Regions from separate parts of the Gossypium arboreum genome. Here region 1 is linked to region 2. Evidence: chromatin contacts called from public Hi-C data. All regions are on one chromosome and are shown on one strand. Each heading gives the region's core, a stretch centred on a gene start, on an enhancer-like site or on the middle of the called end of the contact. The rest is flanking DNA. Distances are from core to core; before and after follow the strand shown.

Region 1 (5,616 bases), core at 2,015-4,514, 280 kb after region 2:
ATGTATGTGATAGGAAATCATTTCATAATGGATCATTTCATGATTTAAGTATGGATGTATGCTAATTACTCGGTAAGTTTACTTTCCGGTTATTCGAGCTTACTAAGCATGAAAATGCTTACCCCTCTCTTTTTCCCTGTCTCACAGAGCTCGAGGACTCATAAGGACTGGAAGGCGATTGGAGAGTCAACACACTATCAACTAGGCAAGCTTTGGCATAAAGACTTTGTTTGTTTTGTTCAATGGCATGTATAGTATTTTTGAGTATTTTGTTATATGTGTCATTTGATTTGCCAAATGAAGGCATGTAAAAAAATATGTTTATTTCTTTGTATATGGCCATGAAAATTGGCTTAATTGAAGTAGGCTATGACCTACGAATTTATGCATGGTTTTATTTATAAGTGATGGGTTGTTACCAATTGGCAATGAGTCACATGAACGAGCCAATTTTGGATGAATTAAAGTGACACGGGAACCCATAAACACTAAATGGGAAATAACCTATCATGTATGAAACCAATGATATGAGGTTTCCATACATCTAGTTTAATCAAGATTATTTACAAGTGTATAATTGTGTTTTACTTTGAATTTGGTAACCACTAAGCACAAGTAGTAGAAAAGGGTGACTAAAGGCTTGGAAAATAGCCTATTAGAGTTCACATGGTTAGACACACGGGCGTTTTTCTAGGTCGTGTGTGACACACGATTCCCTCCCATGGGCGTGTGCTATGGCCGTGTGTCCCCTGCACTTAAAATTTTAGCTCAAAGTTGTACATGGGTAGACCACAGGGGCGTGCACCATGGCTGTGTTAAAAAGACAGTGTCGTCCACGGGCAGGTAGCACGGGTGTGTTCCATGGCCGTGTTGATAAGTCAGTGTTGCCCATGGCTGAAGGGCATGGTCGTGCCCCAAGTCACAAGGGCGTGTGAGTCCACACGACCCACTTACATGGGCGTGTAACACTTTATGATAAGGAAAAAATTCCTAAGGAGCCCAAGGTTTATCGAACATACCCGAATTTGTCCCACGCTGCCTCTCGGTATGTCATAGGCCTCGAAGGCCTATATAAGGGATGAGTTGTTCATGGATGAAAAGCTTAAAATTTGAGTAAAACTTGGTGACCCAATTTGGTACGTTTCAAAATGTAAAGTCCTAGTAATGCCTCGAACCCTATCCCGACGTTGGGTACGGGTGAGGGGTGTTACATTTGTGCTTGTGCTTTTCCAGTGTCATTGTAGTTTGAATTTTCGATGCATGATTATCGGTAAATTATCCTAAGACATTATCAGTGAAAACAATAAATTGAGGAAAGTTAACTTGAATATGGGTTGAGAATTTTGCTTGAGGAGAAGCAAATGCTTAAGGCTGGGGATATTTGATAAGTGCTAAAAGTAACGTGTTTAATCCCATTATTAATGCGATTTTGGGTGATTATCTGATGTTAATAGTGAATTTTACACTCCTAATCCTTTAAATTCATTTTTTTATATTTAGGAGAGCATTTGGGAGCAGAAGGAGCGAAAAACGAGCGAAAACTAGAAAATCAAAGCAAGTTACAAGAGCCACATAGGCTGACCCATTCCACACAGTCTGGCGAAACGGTCGCGTAAGCCACACGGCTCTGTGGTATGTCTTGTTGATTTCACAAATTTACACCCTAAACTGCAAGAAATCGCATTCTTTTAGTTTTTTTTTTGGATTTTAAGACGTATATATGACAAAAATAAGAAGAGAAGAGTGAGCCATAATAGAATATTCAAGCAAACAACTCGAAGAACACCACTGAAGCCAACTCTGAAGTAGATTTCCATCAAGATTGAAGAATCCCATTTGATTTCTTTGGAGATTATCATGAGTTTCTTTGTTTCTTGATGTTATATTGTATCTTGGATGTTTCTATTTCTGAGCATGAACTAATTTTCTAAATACCTAGGGAGATGAACCTTATGATAGATTCTGTTGTTTGATTTTTTATTTTATGGAATAAATTCTTAGTTTCTTGTTCTCGATTATGTGTACTTAATTCTTGGTTTAATATTTCTAGATTATTGATCCATATTTGATGTGCTTAAATCAAAGGAGAAATAAACTATGTTTAAGAGTAGATCTTGCATAGTTGAGTAGAGTTGCATGCAATCCTAAAAATAGGACGACGTAAATCTATCGGATTAGAGTCAAATCTAATGGGGAAATCCATAGAACGAGTTAATGCAATAATAAGAGTTTTAATTAGAAAGAAATTTCAATTAATCATCTAGAGTCAGTTGCTTTTATTCTTGAAAGAGATATTAGCATAATTTAAGGTCAAGTTACTAAGTACATAAATTGCGTAATTTAGATTGATAATGACAGATGAAATCTAGGTGGATTCTTTCTTGAGTATTGTTTCGCTTCTTAATTGTTAATAATTTATTTTCCTGATTTGTTTTTTGTTGTGTTCGTTAGTTAATTAATTTAGTTAATTTTAGTTTTTAATCAATCACTCCAATTATTCGGTTAAATAATAGAAAGACTGTAATTACTAGTACTTTTAATCTTTGTGGAAACGATATATTTACTCACCGTAGCTATACTATTAATTGATAGGTGCACTTACTTTACTCAAATTTTTAGTTGGTTTTGTGGACATCAGTTATTTTATATAAAATAATTAAAGTGCTTAATGTACATAAAAATTATTATTCTATGATATATGAATTAATAAAAATATTTTTATTGTTCATTATTATATTATATTGATAATTGAATAACTTTTATTCTATTAAATTTATAAACTTAATACTTATATTCTAAAATATTTATTCTGAAACTCAAATATATTATATTAAGACCAAACCAAATAATATACTCATTATTACCCAAATTTAAAATAGAGTAATTATAGCTCAAATCTCAAATTTAAAATAAAAAGAAATTAAACTTAATACCAAATACAATTTTAAAAATTAAAGATAAATTCAAATTTTAATTTAATAAAAATATTTTATTAAGATATTAATTTTTAATAATATTCTAGATTTTGGAAGTTATTATTTTAATATACCAAATTAGATGATTTATTGATGCTAATTCCTTGATCCTAAATAATAATAATAGAAAAAAACTAAAATGCTTGACTCACAATTCACCTAGTCAACGGCAACGCGAAAATATACGGTGTCATTTACTCTAGCAAACTGCTTATTTGCGACTAGTCTATGGAGGAGGAGTTTCCACAAATGTTGTTTTCAGCTATTCACAAGCTTAGCTGGTTTGCATTTTTAGGCCACCCATCCTTAGCTGGAATTGGCAGACTTCAAAATTGTAGCTTTTTACCACTTTCATTCTCAACTACCTTGAAGAATACAGTGGTATTCAATTTTCCCATTTATTCAGCTATATATAAGTTGCAGCCTTGCAGGCTTTTTCTACAAACAACACTAAAACCACAATGCTATTCTTAATTACTATCGTCTTCCTAATTCTTTCCATTTCACCTTCTATAACAAGTTCAGTTCCTTATATTCCTACTGACTACATACTTTTGAACTGTGGTGCTTCATCAAACACTACATCCTATGATGGCAGAAACTGGGTTGCCGATGATGACCACCTATATGCTAATACCTCTTCTTTTTCATCCACTGCATCCTATCAAGACCCCTCTGTCACTCAAGTTCCTTACGTGACAGCTCGTTTCTTTCGTGGTGAATTCACTTATAAATTCCCCGTTTCACCAGGCACTAAGTTCCTTCGTCTGTACTTTTATCCAAATCAATACCCTGGCCTTGATATTACCAGTTCCTTCTTTTCAGTTGCCGCTAATAATTACACTCTCTTGAGCAATTTCAGTGCCTATTTAGTTTCTGCCACTAGTCCTCCCCAAGCCTATATTGTCAAAGAATTTGTCATCACTGTTGGAAACAAGCAGATGATGGATGTCACCTTCGCCCCTTCACCGAATTCTTTCGCTTTTATCAGTGGGATTGAAGTCGTTTCCATGCCTGCAAATCTCTACACAGGCCAGACATATGGCTCTCTCCGCTTAATAGACACTAATTACTTTTTCGAGCTTGAAAACTCCACTGCTCTTGACACTGCTTATCGGCTTAATGTTGGTGGAAGAGATGTTTTAGATGTGCACGATTCAGGAATGTTCAGAACATGGAACCAAGATATTGACTATATCTTGGGAGCAGCATATGGAGTTACGTATTATGATCAGTCTGAGGCAACAATCAAATACACCGAGGCCACACCAGTGTATACGGCACCGGAAGCTGTGTACAAATCCTATCGTTCAATGGGGCCTAATCCATATATCAACTTCAATTACAATCTTACATGGCTTTTCACAGTTGATTCGGGGTTTTACTACCTCGTTAGGCTCCATTTTTGCGAAAAGTATCTACAGAAAGTGAATCAGCGTGTATTCGACATATTTATTAATAATCATACCGCTGAGAAAGCCATGGATGTGATTGCTGTGGGTGAAGGTAATGGTATTCCAATCTACAGAGATTATGTTGTGAGGGTGGCACAAAGTGAAAACGAACTATGGGTCGCACTACATCCAAATGCCGAATCTAAGCCAGAGTATAATGATGCGGTTTTGAATGGTTTAGAGATTTTCAAGTTGAACAACTCGGAAGGTAGCCTTGCCGCTCCGAACCCTCGACCAGAGACAAAGCCAATGCTTAAGCAAAAGTATTCAAAGGAGGGAAGATTTTTGAAACCGGGAATGGTCGTCATTGGAGCTACACTAAGCAGCATAGTATCAATCCTGCTTATATTGTCCCTTGTTTTTTGGCAAAGGAAACTTTTTTTGTGCAGAACGGAATCCATAAACAGAAGAAAAGTTTCCCCCAATCGATGTAGGCACTTTTCAGTTGCCGATATACTCACTGCAACAAATAACTTTGACGATGCTCTCATTATAGGGCGCGGTGGCTTTGGCAACGTGTACAGGGGTCACATTCCGGGTATTCAATACGAGGTGGCAATTAAGCGACTCAATTCAAAGTCTCACCAGGGTGAAAATGAGTTTTGGGCAGAGATTGAGATGCTCTCTCAGCTTCGCTACATTAACCTTGTGTCGCTTATAGGTTATTGTAACGAAAAACAAGAGATGATTCTTGTTTATGATTATATGGTGAATGGAACCCTTCGTGATCACCTCTATAAAAACGATAATATTCCTCTCCAATGGAAGCAAAGGCTACAAATCTGTATTGGTGCTGCTCGTGGATTAGAGTACCTTCATTCAGGTGCAGTCCAGAGAATCATTCACCGAGATGTGAAGACTACCAACATTTTGTTGGATGAGACATGGGTGGCTAAAGTCTCGGATTTCGGGTTATCGAAAATGGGCCCGGTTCTTATGGAAAATGCTCCAATCACAACTAAGGTGAAAGGTACTTTCGGATACATGGATCCGGAGTATTTTCGAAGGTTACATTTAACAGAGAAGTCCGATGTGTACTCGTTCGGGGTAGTGTTATTCGAAGTCTTGTGTGCTAGACCCGCAGTTGACACAAGTTTGGAAGATGATGAAATAGGTTTAGCTGGTTGGGCTTTCAAGTGTGTAGAAAATGAAACAATTGAGCAAATCATTGACCCTTACTTGCATGG
Region 2 (5,729 bases), core at 2,756-5,255:
AATATACTAAATTACCGGCTGCCTTGCATGTATATATATACACTATTATTTAAGGGTGCATTTAAGTTGGTATCCGCCACTAATCAAGTCTTAATTAGAGGTTCTTAAGGGTTAGATTAAGTCGGGTTGGGCTCATGCAATATATTTAAATCAATTTTCTAAGTTCGGGTCCGATCTGAAAAATGAGCTTACTTTTTGTCTAAACTCGATATAATTTAAGAAAGTTAAATTTGGGTTCGGATCGGCCCACGCATATTTGTATCTTTTAGATTAGTTTTTATTTAAAAAATATAATACACAAAATACAAGAATAAAAGTTTTCAACACATTAAAAATACATTAAAAAGTATTTATATTAAAAACACTACCATAAATATAATAAATATTTTATTATATTAAAAATACAAATAAATATAATAAATATTTTATTGTGTTAAATATAATTTTAAAATTTTATATTTTGGGTTGGGTTATTTAGTTGGATAAAGTTTTTTTTTAGGTTTTGGGTAATGGGTTTAATTATTATTGGGTTAATGGTTTAATATAAATATATAATGTTTATTTAACATAAATAATTAATATAATTATTTTTTATAACATAATATATTCGGCCAAGCCAAATAAATCTTGCCAATGCGACCCATATAGAAAACTAGCCTCAATTTTACCCAAGCCTATTTTTCGAGTTTGCATTTTGTCAAACCCTCTCATTTTTTGGGTATGCCATTAGGCCTGAACGAGTGGCCCGTCCCATGAGCAAGTTTAATCTTAATCCAGTTGCGAAATTATCAAAAACCTATTATTTTGTAAAACAACAAACATTATTTTGAGAATATTTTACTTTTTTATTTATATTTTTATATAAAATCTAAAAATTACATACACATTATAAATTTTAAACCCAAAATATTATGATATTTATTATCTCAATTTTACCTTTATATTTGATTTTTATATTAAATATTTTATAATTTCTATTACATAATTATTTTCACCTACATGAGTTTAAATTAAAATAAGAAATAACTTCAAATAAAATTTTAATTTTTATGAGTTAAGTGACTCAATGAAGGTGAAAGTACAGAAAAATTAATTCATTAAATATTGTATGTTAAAAAATTTTACTTTAAAATTTATTCAACATTGACTATAGGTAAAGCGGTCCAAACTTTTATTTTAATATTATTAAACACATGCTCAATCATTAAATTTATAATTATTTTATTTAAAAGATACTATAAAAGTCTTAAAAGATAAAAATATCATAAAAATATTAATTATAATTTAAAAGAATAGGTATTTCTATAAATTTATAATTGAATTAAAAAAATTCTTTCAAAATTTATTCTATAATGAATATAGGTGGAGTAGTAATGAACTTGTATTTATTTATTATTAAACACATGTTTTATCCTTAAATTGTAATTTTATTTTAATTATTTTTATTTAAAGATGATATAAAAGTTTGAAAAGATAAAAGTGCTATCATAATAACATTAATTATAATTTAAAAGAAGGGTTATCTATGTAATTTTATAATTAAGTTGGTGACCAGTTAAATGTAATACCAACTAAAAAAATACTTAAATAAAGTATAGATAAAAATATATAAAGATTTGAAATTTTCTATAAAAATATTTATTTATTTTAACTTCAAAATTTTAAAATTAATTATCAAATTTGGTTGTAATTTGGATAATTTAAGTAAAATTAAAATGTAAGTAAAATTACATTTTCAAAATTTTTATATATTATCCATTTGATTATAAAAATATTTATTAATTAAATAATAAAATTAAATATAATAATTTGGATAATTATTATATTTAATAATTAAATTTTATTTAAAATTTAATTAGATAATCAGAATTTTTAAAATTTAGGTAAATGTTTAATTAAATAAGAAAATTAATTAGATAATTATCCATTTGATTTAACTTAAATATTTATTTCTATATTATCAATAGTATTACATACTTTAAATTCTAATTTTAATTTTAACATGAAAATTTTAAAAAGTAATTATATAGTTTGGATAATTTAAGTAAAATTTACATTTCAAATTTTTATATATTATCCATTTTATTATAAAAATATTTATTTAATCAAATAAAAATTAAATATAATATATTTAACAGTTCAAATTTATTATAATTTTAATTACATAATCAAAATTTTAACATCTCTTACGTAAAATCTTTAACTACCATGTCAATTATTCATGGTTATAAATAGATGATTGCTAACAATAGTTTCCATCATATATGTAGGTTTCTAGCGTTTACCCTTTTTTTTTTTTTTTTTTTTACATTTGTAAGATTTTTTTTTTTTGTTTTGTAAATTTTAAATGGGAAGAAGAAGGAAGCTTGGGTACTTATTGTAAAATGGAAATAGAAAAATAGAGGGTAGCATTAATGTGGAAAGATAGTTAAAAGTCAACATTGAAAAGTCGTCACGATCAAATCATTGCCATTTATCAAATTCATAGTTGTAGCATATGAATTTTTGAATAAAATACTTTAAATTATTTATGGAATAAAATTTCAACATATTGAATACGATATTTTCAATTTGACTTCAACAATGTCCATGGTGTTTCACAAGTTCGCTTAAGAGCTACACGATCTCAAAATTGTGAACTAAGTGTTATGGTTGGGTGCGTATATTCAAACGATTAAGAAATTTAATGTCGGATCAAATAAGAAAATTATGAGATTGATGATGAATATAAAGAGACTTGAGAAAGGGGTAAAATATCAATATATGTTAGGCAAGCAATTTAGAATTAATTTGTCTATGAAGAAGAAGGATCGGGCTGAATCGATTAAATTGATAAACAAACAACTTAAAGTGATTTAGAAGTATGAAATCAAATTTCAAAAAATTAAAAGGAATTTGTTGTGATTTAAACTTTTTTGTCAAGACCTGAAAAATATATGTTTTTAAAAAGAGATTGGGTTAGTCTTTTTGCATATATGAGTATGTCTGGACAAAATTTTAAACCCATATTTCGGGCTAAGTCAGACTTAGGCAAACATAAAATATATTAATATCATCGTTAGGTCTTATCCGAATTTAACCTGATCCGGCCTATGAACACCTCTATGTATGACTTACTTTAAATATTATTATCAATATTTCTATGATTGGTTTATTTTAATTATTGGAAGCTATTAAAATTTTACCTTAACTAAAATTTTGTGTATCAAGGTAGAAAAACTGGGTTAAAATTTTAGAAACTAAAAAGATGTACTACACACTAATTTGTTTCGATGAAAATTATTCGTTATTTCCATAAATTAATATATTTTATCATAATTAAAATTTATTGACTTCAACCTATTAAATGAAAATATTTTCCTTAAATTATTCCTTTAAATTCAAACAATTTTAGTTTAATTATTAAAATTTAATTTGGGGCATATCGTAATTTTTTAATATGTTTGTTTTTAAAAGATAATATAATTATACAATAATATAATTGATACAAGGGCAGATAGTGCAGTTTTTAAACTTCATATGCAGGGTTAAATGGTTTATAAGTGTCTTATAAATTGTGTTATAATATTAAAAACAATAAATATTTTTAAAAAGGAGAGAAGATAAAATTTTAAGACTACTTGTGAAATTAACAAAAATTATGTTATCAGCATACCAAATACTAACCATTGATACTATATATACATGAAACATGGCTTAACAATAATATAATTACCTTAAACCGATTCTTGCAATAATATAATTACCCATAAACCTCTTAATTTTTAAATATAAAAAGAATACGTGTTTAAGTATGCTCAAATTCACATATTCCTAATTGTTGCACTAACAACGATGGAAATGACTTTGAAACTTATTTGAGTTTTTTTTTTTTTTTAGTTTGAAGAATTAAAATGTTAATAAGATTCATAATCTTTTTCTTACTTGTGTAGTTTAACCATAAACCAAAAACACATGAATTTTGTTGGTGAAGATTAAGAAGGCCCATTAAAATAAAACCTTTGATGGACAGATTGAAGGCCTCTAAAGAAGATTGATCCTTTATACATGATTTTGGTCCATTGGGCTGTATTCCCTTCCAACTTTTATTCTTTTATATCCCTTTTACAAAGATAAAGTATTAATTGTTGTGTGGATTGAGTTTTAAGATCAGTTTAGTATTGTTTTTCAGAAATACTTTTAGAATAAAAAATATTTTTGAGATAAAATTATTGTTAAACAAGATACTTTTGAACTTTTCAAAAGTGTTTCTTGGACAAAAAAAAAAAGATTTGCAAAAGCACTTTTTTAATCAAAAACAGAAGTAGAAAAATTTAGTTTTTGCTCAAAAGTGCTTTTTGGTCCAAAAGTGCTTATGAGAAGTAATGTTAAATTAGCCCTTAATTCAATTGGTATGTGCATTGTTGCCAGTACAGGAGGACATAAGTTTGAGTACGCTAAAGCCAAAGGCGAAGCCAAAAATTTCTTTTAGGAGGGAATTAAATTGTAATTTTTACGATAGTAAAAATATAATTTTTAAAGGATTAAATCAGAATTTTATCATTTTTAAGGGGGGCTAAAGTGTAATGTTACCTTTACCAATTTAAAATTTTAAAAATTTTAAGGGGTCAAAATGGAAAAAATTTCCATTTTAGCGGCCCCTAGATTCGCCTTTGGCTAAAGTGCATTATCCTCCTATTTATGGGTTGGGGAGGGACTATGGATAGTTTTAGACATTGTATAAAGAACATATACGATTAGAATCTATAATAAAATTGTTAAAAGAAAAAAAACCAAATCCTTTAATTATCAAAATAATTACCAAGGGCTCAAAATCCTTAACCAAAAAAGGTGTTGTAGGTGAAGTGGTAGTATCATACCTATTGATTTTTTATATGCTATAATATGAGATTGAATCTAATTATATGCAATTATGCATGCCCACAATATAACTATATTCAGATTCTTGGCTTTTTTATTCGTTTTGATAAATCCAGAAGAAAATGAACTATTTCATTCGTCCCCATCCAAAAAGTTATATCAATATTCCTTTTCTTTTTTCTTTAATTATCCCTACTTAGGTTTAGCACTTTAGTGCATCCATAATTATAATTCATTACCATTAAAATGGTACCAAAACACACATGGGGTTAACCAGCTCCCATGTGCAATAATACACACAAAAAGACAATCAAAATTTTTATAATTAAAAAGACAAAGTAATTAGTAGCAAATATTAAGGTGATGATATGTCTTTTCATGATTCATAATTAGCTGAATATATTTGAAAATAAGGGTGAATCTATAAATCTTTTAGCAAGGGTAGAAATTTAATTATAATTTTTATAAATTAAAATATAAATTTATTATGTATTAATTTATAATTTTATCATTTTAAAGGGCCAAAATAAAAAATATTATATATTAATTTATAATTCATTTATTTATAAAAGGACTAAATTGAAAAAAAATCATATTTGATGGCCAAAGCGCAGCCTGTCCCCCTTGAGATTCGCCTCTATTTAAAAACAATGTTTAGGATTATGAATATATACTATTATATCCAATAAGATACAAAACTTTGTTGTCATGACCTAAAAAGTAATCTAGACAATTATGCTCTCCAATTTCAATGGAATAAATTAATGTAGGAATGCCATGAACTAAATTCATTTAATTATGGGATCCAATCAAATGCAGTTTCATTCTCTACCCCAAACTCTCAATTTCCTTGCTCATTTTTTATATAT

Evidence for each region. A called contact is a pair of places that touch in the nucleus more often than the background predicts.
Region 1: a Hi-C map of leaf shows a contact between it and region 2, with 2.3 times the contacts expected there. The contact joins the promoter of LOC108473067 here to the enhancer-like site in region 2. A contact is called at or near these places in 2 of 5 Hi-C or Micro-C datasets (both in leaf).

What each region holds. Positions count from the first base shown.
Region 1 is chr7:17,025,756-17,031,371 of ASM2569848v2, forward strand. It overlaps LOC108473067 (receptor-like protein kinase FERONIA), which reads left to right and starts at 3,265. Exons shown (of 1, transcript XM_017774632.2): 1 at 3,265-5,616. The coding sequence starts at 3,437.
Region 2 is chr7:16,746,301-16,752,029 of ASM2569848v2, forward strand. No RefSeq gene overlaps it. Among protein-coding and RNA genes, the nearest start is that of LOC108476692, 9.4 kb to the left of the region's middle. Within about 2 kb of position 4,006, at least 1 of the 2 cell types and tissues checked has an H3K27ac peak or open chromatin away from gene starts, as enhancers often do. A contact at or near this core is called in leaf, where this site is marked.